Linked DNA regions of Ovis aries: region 2 is linked to region 1. The links are chromatin contacts, called in public Hi-C maps. All regions are on one chromosome and are shown on one strand. The core of a region is the stretch at or near the end of the contact, and the rest is flanking DNA. Distances in the headings are between cores, read along the strand shown. Region 1 overlaps CDC42BPA (CDC42 binding protein kinase alpha). Region 2 has its middle 44 kb from the start of AHCTF1.

Region 1 (3,991 bases), core at 1,008-3,507:
CATCCACTTGTGCCATTCATTTGGTAAATTCAATCCATTCAATCCATTTAGGGTGATTATTGGTATGTAAGGACTTATTACTACCATTGATCTTTTGCTTTCTGGTTATTTTGTATCTCCATTGGGTTTTTTCTTCTTCTTTTCTTGTCTACCTTTGTAAGTTGATGATTTACAATGGTGATTTGCTCATTGTTCCCTTTTTTATGTGATGTCTCTCCTCTAAATTTTTGCTTTGTCTTTACCATGACATTTACATAAAATAACTAATTGATAAACTAGTCCTTTTTCTGCTGATAGCAACCCATCTTCACTCACCTATAGAGGTTTCATCAGTTTACATCTCCTATTATATTTTTGATGTCACAAATGATCACTTTTTATGCTGTGAATTTGCTACCAAATGATAGTAGCTATAGTAAGTTTTAAGGCTCTTTTCCTTTAACATTTATGCTATAATTGATTGTTTAACATACTATTCTAAAATACAGTTACAGTTTTCTAATTCTGACTGTATTTGTTACCTTGATCAGAGTCTTGCGTACTTTCATCTTTTTTGTTTCGGTTTGAAGGACTCCTTTCAGCATTTCTAGTGGTGGTGAACTCTCAGCTTTTATTTGTCTAGGAAAACCTTTATTTCTCTTTCATATCTGAAGAATAACTTTTCCAGGTACAGTATTCTTGACTAGGAGCTTTTATCTTTCAATACTTTGAGTATGTTATTGTGCTCTCTCCTGTAGAGTTTCTGCTGAGAAATCAGCTTATTACCTAATGGAGATTCTTTTGTAGGATACTTTCTTTTTTCCCCTGCTGCCTTTAAAATTCTTTCTTTAGTATTGACTTTTGACAGTTTTCGTTATAATGTGTTGGAAAAGGTCTTTTTTCATTGGGACAGCAAGGTGTTCTATTAGCTTCATAGAATTGGATGTCCAGTTCTTTCTCCAGATTTGGGAAGTTCTCAGCTATTATTTCATCACATAAACTCTCTGCCCCGTCTCCATCTCTTCTCCTTCTGGAATACCCATTATTCTTATTTTTACTTTTTAAATGCAGTCTGATAACTCTTGTCCTAGTTCTCACTCCCCTTACGCCCAGATCGTCTCTCCATTCCTGTCCTCTGTATGGCTTATTCTTTCTTCCCTCTGACCTGTTCTGCTGCCAGTACTTTCTCACGCAGTGTTCCTCTCACTTACTGAGTTCTTCAGCTCCAGAGTTCTTGTTTTGTTCTTTTTTGTGATATCAGTCTCTCTAATAAGTGCTCTTTCTATTCATTAATTTTATTCCTGACTTCATTGAGTCGCCTTTCTGTGTTTTCTTGTCGCTTGTTGAATTTCTTCATAGTTGTCTTGAATTCTTTATCAGTTAGATTGCAGTATTCTGTATCTTTGAGACGGTTGCCTAGAAAATTGTCATTTTCCTTTTTGGATACTGTATTACGTGGGTTTTCATAGTGTTCCATGAAATGTGTCTCTGCCATAACATTGAAGTAGCAAACACCTTTCTTATTTAGGTAAGGTTAAAGGAAAGGCTGCCTACTCCAGTATTCTAGCCTGGAGAATTCCATGGACTATACGGTCCTGCTGCTGCTAAGTCGCTTCAGTCGTGTCCGACTCTGTTCGACCCCATAGACAGCAGCCCACTGGGCTCCCCATCCCTGGGAGTCTCCAGGCAAGAAACCTGGAGTGGGTTGCCATTTCCTTCTCCAATGCATGAAAGTGAAAAGTGAAAGTGAAGTCGCTCAGTCATGTCCAACTCTTTGCGACCTCATGGACTGCAGCCTACCAGGCTCCTCCGTCCATGGGATTTTCCAGGCAAGAGTACTGGAGTGGGGTGCCATTGCCTTCTCCGAAAGGGGACGCTATGGCTGCATGTGGCTCCAATGGGGTCGCAAAGAGTCGGCCAGGACTAAGTGACTTTCACTTTCCTTCACCAGTGACAATCAGAAGCCTTTCTTTTGCTTTCCAAAAGGTGGCGCTATAGCACAAATTTTGGGTTTCTCTTCCCGGAGCTGACTCACCACTAGTTTGGAGTGTGTGCATGGTAAAAGCTGTTGGCAGAGTCTAGGAAGTGTATGCTTGGTACCTGGACCTTTTTGTGGAAGAACTCAGAGATTTGTGGACAGACAGCAAGAAATGCATTCCTTCATTTCTCTTTGCTTGCCTTCTTTCCTTTCGTACCCTCCCCTTCAGAAATCCTCCAGCTGTAGCCTCATCACAGCCCACTTTGCTCTCACTCATCACAGCCCACTTTGCACTCGCTCATCACTTTCACTTTCTACCTCCTCTGCTAGAGAGGTCACTGCTGCCAATACCTTGGATCTGCAGCCTCCTCCAAGGTCCAGTCGACCCACTCTCAGATGTGAGTGCAGTGCAGAAGCACTTTTGTTCAGTTGTGGATATCCAATTAATTGTACATTGAAGTGGAGAGGAAAAAGGAATGACTCAGGGACCTGCTACTGATGTCACTCAGTTTTGACTTTTAAACGGTGATATCCATAAAGTGGACAAGTATCCTAAGGTGTACTCCCTATAAATGTTTATATTAGTGTACCTTTATGTAACCTCCACCCCAGTCAGTATATAGAACATTTCTTGCATAGTGTAAAGTTCCATCATGCTCTCTTCCCAGTTTCTAACTTACAACTCTGAAGTAAACAGTATTCAGAATTTTTCAGCATTAATTTTACCTTTTCTTGAAGCCACACAGTATCTACATTCATACAGTATGCATGGTCATACAGTATATTGTCATTTGTGTCTATTTTTTGATAACACAGATTTCCATGTTATATGTAAATCAGTAGTTTGTCCTTTTTTAAAACTGCTGCTTAGTATAGTATTACATTGTACATAAATACTAAAATTATCCAATGTCTGGATTTTTCTGGCTTTTATTAAAAAATAAAACAGATTGGATGGCTTATAAACACCAGAAATTTATTTCTCCGAGGTCTGGAGGCTGAAGTCCAAGATCAAAGTGCCAGCATGGCCAAGGGAGGGTTTATAGCCAGTGCCTGCTTGCTCTGTCCTCACCTGAGGGAAATGGCTAGGGAGCCCTGAGTTCTTTTTTATAAGGCACTAATCCCATTTTTGAGGGCTCCACTCTTGTAACTATAACTTAAACACCTCCCAAAGCCCCACCTCCTTATTACATCATTTTTGAATAGGATTTTAACATAGGAATTTTTGGGGGGGACACAGATATTCAGACCATTTCATCCAAGCTGTTGTTGTTGAACATTTGAGTTATTTCCAGATACTGACTGTTACAAACATGGTTTCTGTGAATGTTGTTATGTATTTCTTTTGATGGTCATATGTACTTATTTCTCTTGGATATCTGCCTAGCAGTAGGATTTCTGGATCATGGGATAGTGTATTTTCGGCTTTAGAAAGTATTGCAAAGAGTTTTCAAAAGTGATTAATTGCATCAATAGTTTCACTAATAATGAATGAGTTTCACTTACTGTATATTCCCATCAGAACTAGATATTGTCAGCTTTTCAAAATTTTAACCATTCTGATATCTGTATATTGGAGTTTTGCTATGATTTTAAATTTGTATTTTCCTTGTAGGTAATATCTTTAAATTTGTATTTTCCTTATAGGTAATATCTACAAGATAAGTTGAGTATCTTTTCATATATTTACTGTCTATTTGACTATTGAATATTCAGTCAATATTCAACCCCATTTTTTTTCCATTAGATCTTTACATGTCTTTTAAATAAGTTTTATTTTACCACTTCACAAACAGTATCAGACCCTTCTAATAGCCCTTATGTCATTGTTTTATAGTTTACCTGTTTCTGTGTTGCAAACCTTTCAATACTTTTATTTTATTCTTGCTTTAAATATTTACTACTCATTTATTTTTAAAATATCTTTTTATTTACCCACATATTTACTCTTTTTGTATTCTTTATTTTCTCCCAGTGATCCATGTATCCATCCAGAACCTTTTTTTTTTAGTCTGAAAAATTTCCTTTAGTGTT
Region 2 (3,979 bases), core at 441-2,940, 280 kb before region 1:
GAGCCTTTATTACAGAACTTTTAATGCGATTTCCTAGTTTTTATGTCTCCTCTAGACTGTGAGCTCCTGGAAGTCAGGGACTGTGTCTCATTCCTGTTTGTTAACAGAATCTAGCACAGAGCTTTGCACATAGTAGGTATCAAAAATGTTTATTGGCTGAAAGAATAAATGTCTGAGAAGAGAGAGAGGAGCACACACACACACATGCACTCACACATGTATTATACACACATTTTTTTTTCTCCCTGGTATTATTTTTTTCCATAGGAAACCAGGTGAAAAATTCATTTCTTGTTATTGGCTCTTAATGAGCCTGAACGCTTCTGCAGGCTTCCTTGGCAGTTTGCTCTGGCAGCAGCCTTCACACTTCCATTGCATGGCTTGAGGTTCTGAAGAGTCTGGGAAGAAGCACAGGCCGGTGAGTGTGGAGGGTGGGAGTGGGCAGTGTGAACTCTCCAATGAGTGTATTCAGTTCACCAACAGGTACACAAAAAGGTGAGGGTGGAGGGGCTTCCCCATGGCTTAGTGGTAAAGAATCTTCCTGCAATGCAGGAGCCACAGGAGACACAGTTTCAATCCGTGGATCGGGAAGATCCTCTGGAGGAGGGTATGGTAACCCACTCCAGTATTCTTGCTTGGAGAATCCCCATGGACAGAGGAGCTTGGCAGGCTACAGCCCATAGGGTTACAAAGAGTTGGATATGACTGAAGGACTTAGCATGCATGCACACAAAAGGGAGTCCCTAGTAGTTATCAAGTCATCGAGGAAGTTTCCCTTCCTCTGTCCAAAAGAACTTCCCTGCCCCTATCACCCCCTCCCCCGACCCCTGATCTTTGTCTTGCCTGTAGGAGAAATGGGTTTGTTTAAGCAAGGATGAGATTCACAGGAGGGGCTGAGGGAGGAACATGTGTATTTTAATAGATTGTTTCCCTTCACTGAGGGAATGAGCTTATCAAAGAGCAGAAGCAGAGCCTCAGTGCCACAGGTGATTTCATTTCGGAGGTTCTACATGTTGCTCTGGCAGCTGTGAGACTGGCTGGCTCAGAGCAAAGATGACGGCCCCTCCACCTGCTCCAGGGTCATCTCAACACTGTGGGGCTTTGTTCTCTTTGGCGACCAACTGTATAGCCTAGAGACATCCAATCTGTCCCCACCCTGGGGTCGAGCCCTGGAGGCTCATGGACTTTGCTTCAGCACATGTTGTCACTGCCTCTCAACCTTGATGAGAGCACCGAGCCGCAGTTCAAGGTCAGCCAGGGAGGGGAGTGCCCTTGGTGATGACTCTCTATTCTGGGGCTTCCGGGGTTGGTTCCAGCTCTATAAACAGAGATGGGAAAGCCTTACTCCATACTGATCTATAGCCTAATTTCTCTTGGACTAGCCCAATTGCTTTCCTCCCAGGGGGTGGTTGTCCAAAAGCATGTTCTGTTTATTCCCAAGGAAAAGAACTGGCTTCCTCTTCGGCTCTTTTTCTGCTCTTCATTATTTGTAAATTCCAACTCTCCAGCCTCCAGCTAGGCAAATTGACAAGTTATTATTAGTAGCTATGTGGAAAACCTCATAGTCCGAATGTTTTCTGATAAAAGAACGGGGTCATACTTGGTTAAAAAATAACTCAGAGATACTTTGTCTTGTCCTCCCTGTTCTCTCTCCTCTGCACCCCTACCCTCTCCCAGCTCACTGCCACATCCAGTCGTTTTAGTTTTAAGACACTGCCTTCTCAGTTGACACAATGCTAACAGTGTGGGTTTTAGTTAAAGGATTATTTAGACTTTTACGTAACGTTTATATTTATCAAAGAAAAAGAAAACCCCTGAAATCAATTGCTTTGCGCCCTCTTGCCCTCGGTTCTGTTAGTGGCTTGGTTGCTATCTCAGCTCCCAAGCTGCCAGCCGGGCCACGCCGTTTCCTCTGAGAACAGTGAGATCTTAGTGTTCCAGGCTGGTGTTTCTCCCACCTAACAACCACCGCTTGCCAACCATTCTTGCCGGACCTGGAAGTGAACCACTGATCCCAAAGATTAACAAACAAAATAAGGAGCTATAGTGTCCCCTGGGGACGTCTCTGCTTGACTCTACCATGGATTACTAGCCTTGTCTTGTGCTTTGCTCCAGTTCCCAGGGAAAGGAAGTGGGCAGACCCTCTAAAGCTACTGGAGGTGGGGGAGTCTGGACCCAGATGACACAGTGCTTGACCCTCAAGGGAGCTGAGGGTACAGAATGAAGCTACTGACTCCAAGCTACAGTTTAGGCTCAACTGATCGCACCCTCGTTTGCCTTTGGTTAACCAACAGACTGGGGCTTCCCAGGCGGCCCGAGTGGAAGAGAACCCACCTGCCAATGTAGGAGACATAAGAGATGTGGGTTTGATCCCTGGGTCGGGAAGATCCCTTGAAGGAGGGCATGGCGATCCACTTCAGCACTCTCGCCTGGAGATTCCCATGGGCAGAGGAGCCTGGCAGGCTACAGACCCCAGGGTCGCAGAGAGTCAGACACGACGGAAGCGACTGAGCATGCACACAACCAACAAACTGCATCTCTGTATGTTCCCTGCAGTGTCTCCATTTACAACCACAGTTCTCCAGCTTATGTGACATCAGAATCAACAAGTCCCACAAGAGAACTTGTTAAAAGTCCAGACTCTGAGTTTCTGGTCCATAGGATTGGGGTGGAACCCAAGAATTTGCATTTCTAATCAGTTCTGAGGTGATGCTGTTGGCTGAGGAACAACCCTCAGAGGACCAATGATTTAGGAGATAGGACTGGTGGCTTTATCTTATCTCTGTGCTGGGGTGAGACCAAGGTCAGGAGAGGAGGCGATGTGGTGGCTTTGCACAGCTCAGTGCTTCTAAGTGTGCTTTTGACAGCAGCACATCCATTTCCACTCTTCTGAGCTCCAGACGTGGGGGAGGGGTGCTGTTTGGGAAGAGGCACATCCAGGTGGACCTCAGCCAGGAAGGATTTTGTCTGGTCTTATGGTGACCCACCTGCCCACTTTCCTGGTTGGAAGCCAACTTGCAATTTGTGTTTCTAGGTTGTGCTAAGTTTACTAATGATGTTTCTCAAATGTTCACAGCATAATGAGCGTTTGAAGCTATGTTTCAGGATATCCTAATTCTACCTACCCATCCTGCCTGCTGTTCCCATGGCAGCTCATCCCTCACAAGCTGGCTGAGTATTTGGTTGTCATCTGTCCAGGCCAGTCTCCCAGCCCCACGAAGGACCTAGCTCTGGGGTTTCTGCAGCCAGTCTTGATGCACTGTGGACCCGCTAGCTAGCTGCATCCCAGGAATTCTTGAGGTTCGGTCTGTCTTCTGATGTTTATTTAGAGTTGAGTTATTGGTGGTGCTAACTCAGGAAGTGGAAAAATCCCTGATGTGTGTGTCTTGTGTGTTTGGAGAAAGGGGAGAGCGGGGGAGGGGAGTAGTCTTTGTTTTCATGGCTCAGTAAATTTCCCCAAACAATCTCCACTTCCAACATTTAGCACTGAAGGAAAATCCCCAAAGTGGATTTTTAATAATCTAAAATCTTGACCAACAGGAGCAGAGGTTGAAGGGTTGATATTACTGTTTTCTTATAGAGCAATTAAACCTTGATTTTTGCTGTGGGGCTTTATTTTTAGAGCATTGTCTTTGCATATGGGGTATAGTCTAATTTTTTATCCCCTCTGTAACACAGTAACTCATTGTACACATACGATATTGTACAAATCTTTTCATTATTATTAAATTTTCATATATAGGAAAGTTTAAGCAACATCTATCTTAAAATAAGTTTCTCTTACCTTGCACACTTCGGGAGTGTTTTAGAAGCCTTGCTGTTCTCCCTGATGCTAGCACAATCTTTTTTTAGATAGGCAAATTAGACTTCATTACCTTCTCCTTATCAGGAATCTTAGATCTGGGGCCATGTTTTATGACCTATGGGACCATTTGGTGACTTATCTAGAAAGACAGAGAGACACATTCTAACTATTTGC

Evidence for each region. A called contact is a pair of places that touch in the nucleus more often than the background predicts.
Region 2: a contact with region 1 is called in a Hi-C map of liver, with 10 times the contacts expected there. The contact joins two enhancer-like sites. A contact is called at or near these places in 6 of 16 Hi-C or Micro-C datasets (hypothalamus, liver, omental adipose tissue and 2 more).

The regions. Positions count from the first base shown.
Region 1 is chr12:29,366,762-29,370,752 of ARS-UI_Ramb_v3.0, reverse strand. All of the region lies in intron 10 of CDC42BPA (CDC42 binding protein kinase alpha), which reads left to right. Among named protein-coding and RNA genes, the nearest start is that of CDC42BPA, 170 kb to the left of the region's middle. Within about 2 kb of position 2,257, at least 11 of the 54 cell types and tissues checked have an H3K27ac peak or open chromatin away from gene starts, as enhancers often do. A contact at or near this core is called in liver, where this site is marked.
Region 2 is chr12:29,647,307-29,651,285 of ARS-UI_Ramb_v3.0, reverse strand. No RefSeq gene overlaps it. Among named protein-coding and RNA genes, the nearest start is that of AHCTF1, 44 kb to the left of the region's middle. Within about 2 kb of position 1,690, at least 9 of the 54 cell types and tissues checked have an H3K27ac peak or open chromatin away from gene starts, as enhancers often do. A contact at or near this core is called in liver, where this site is marked.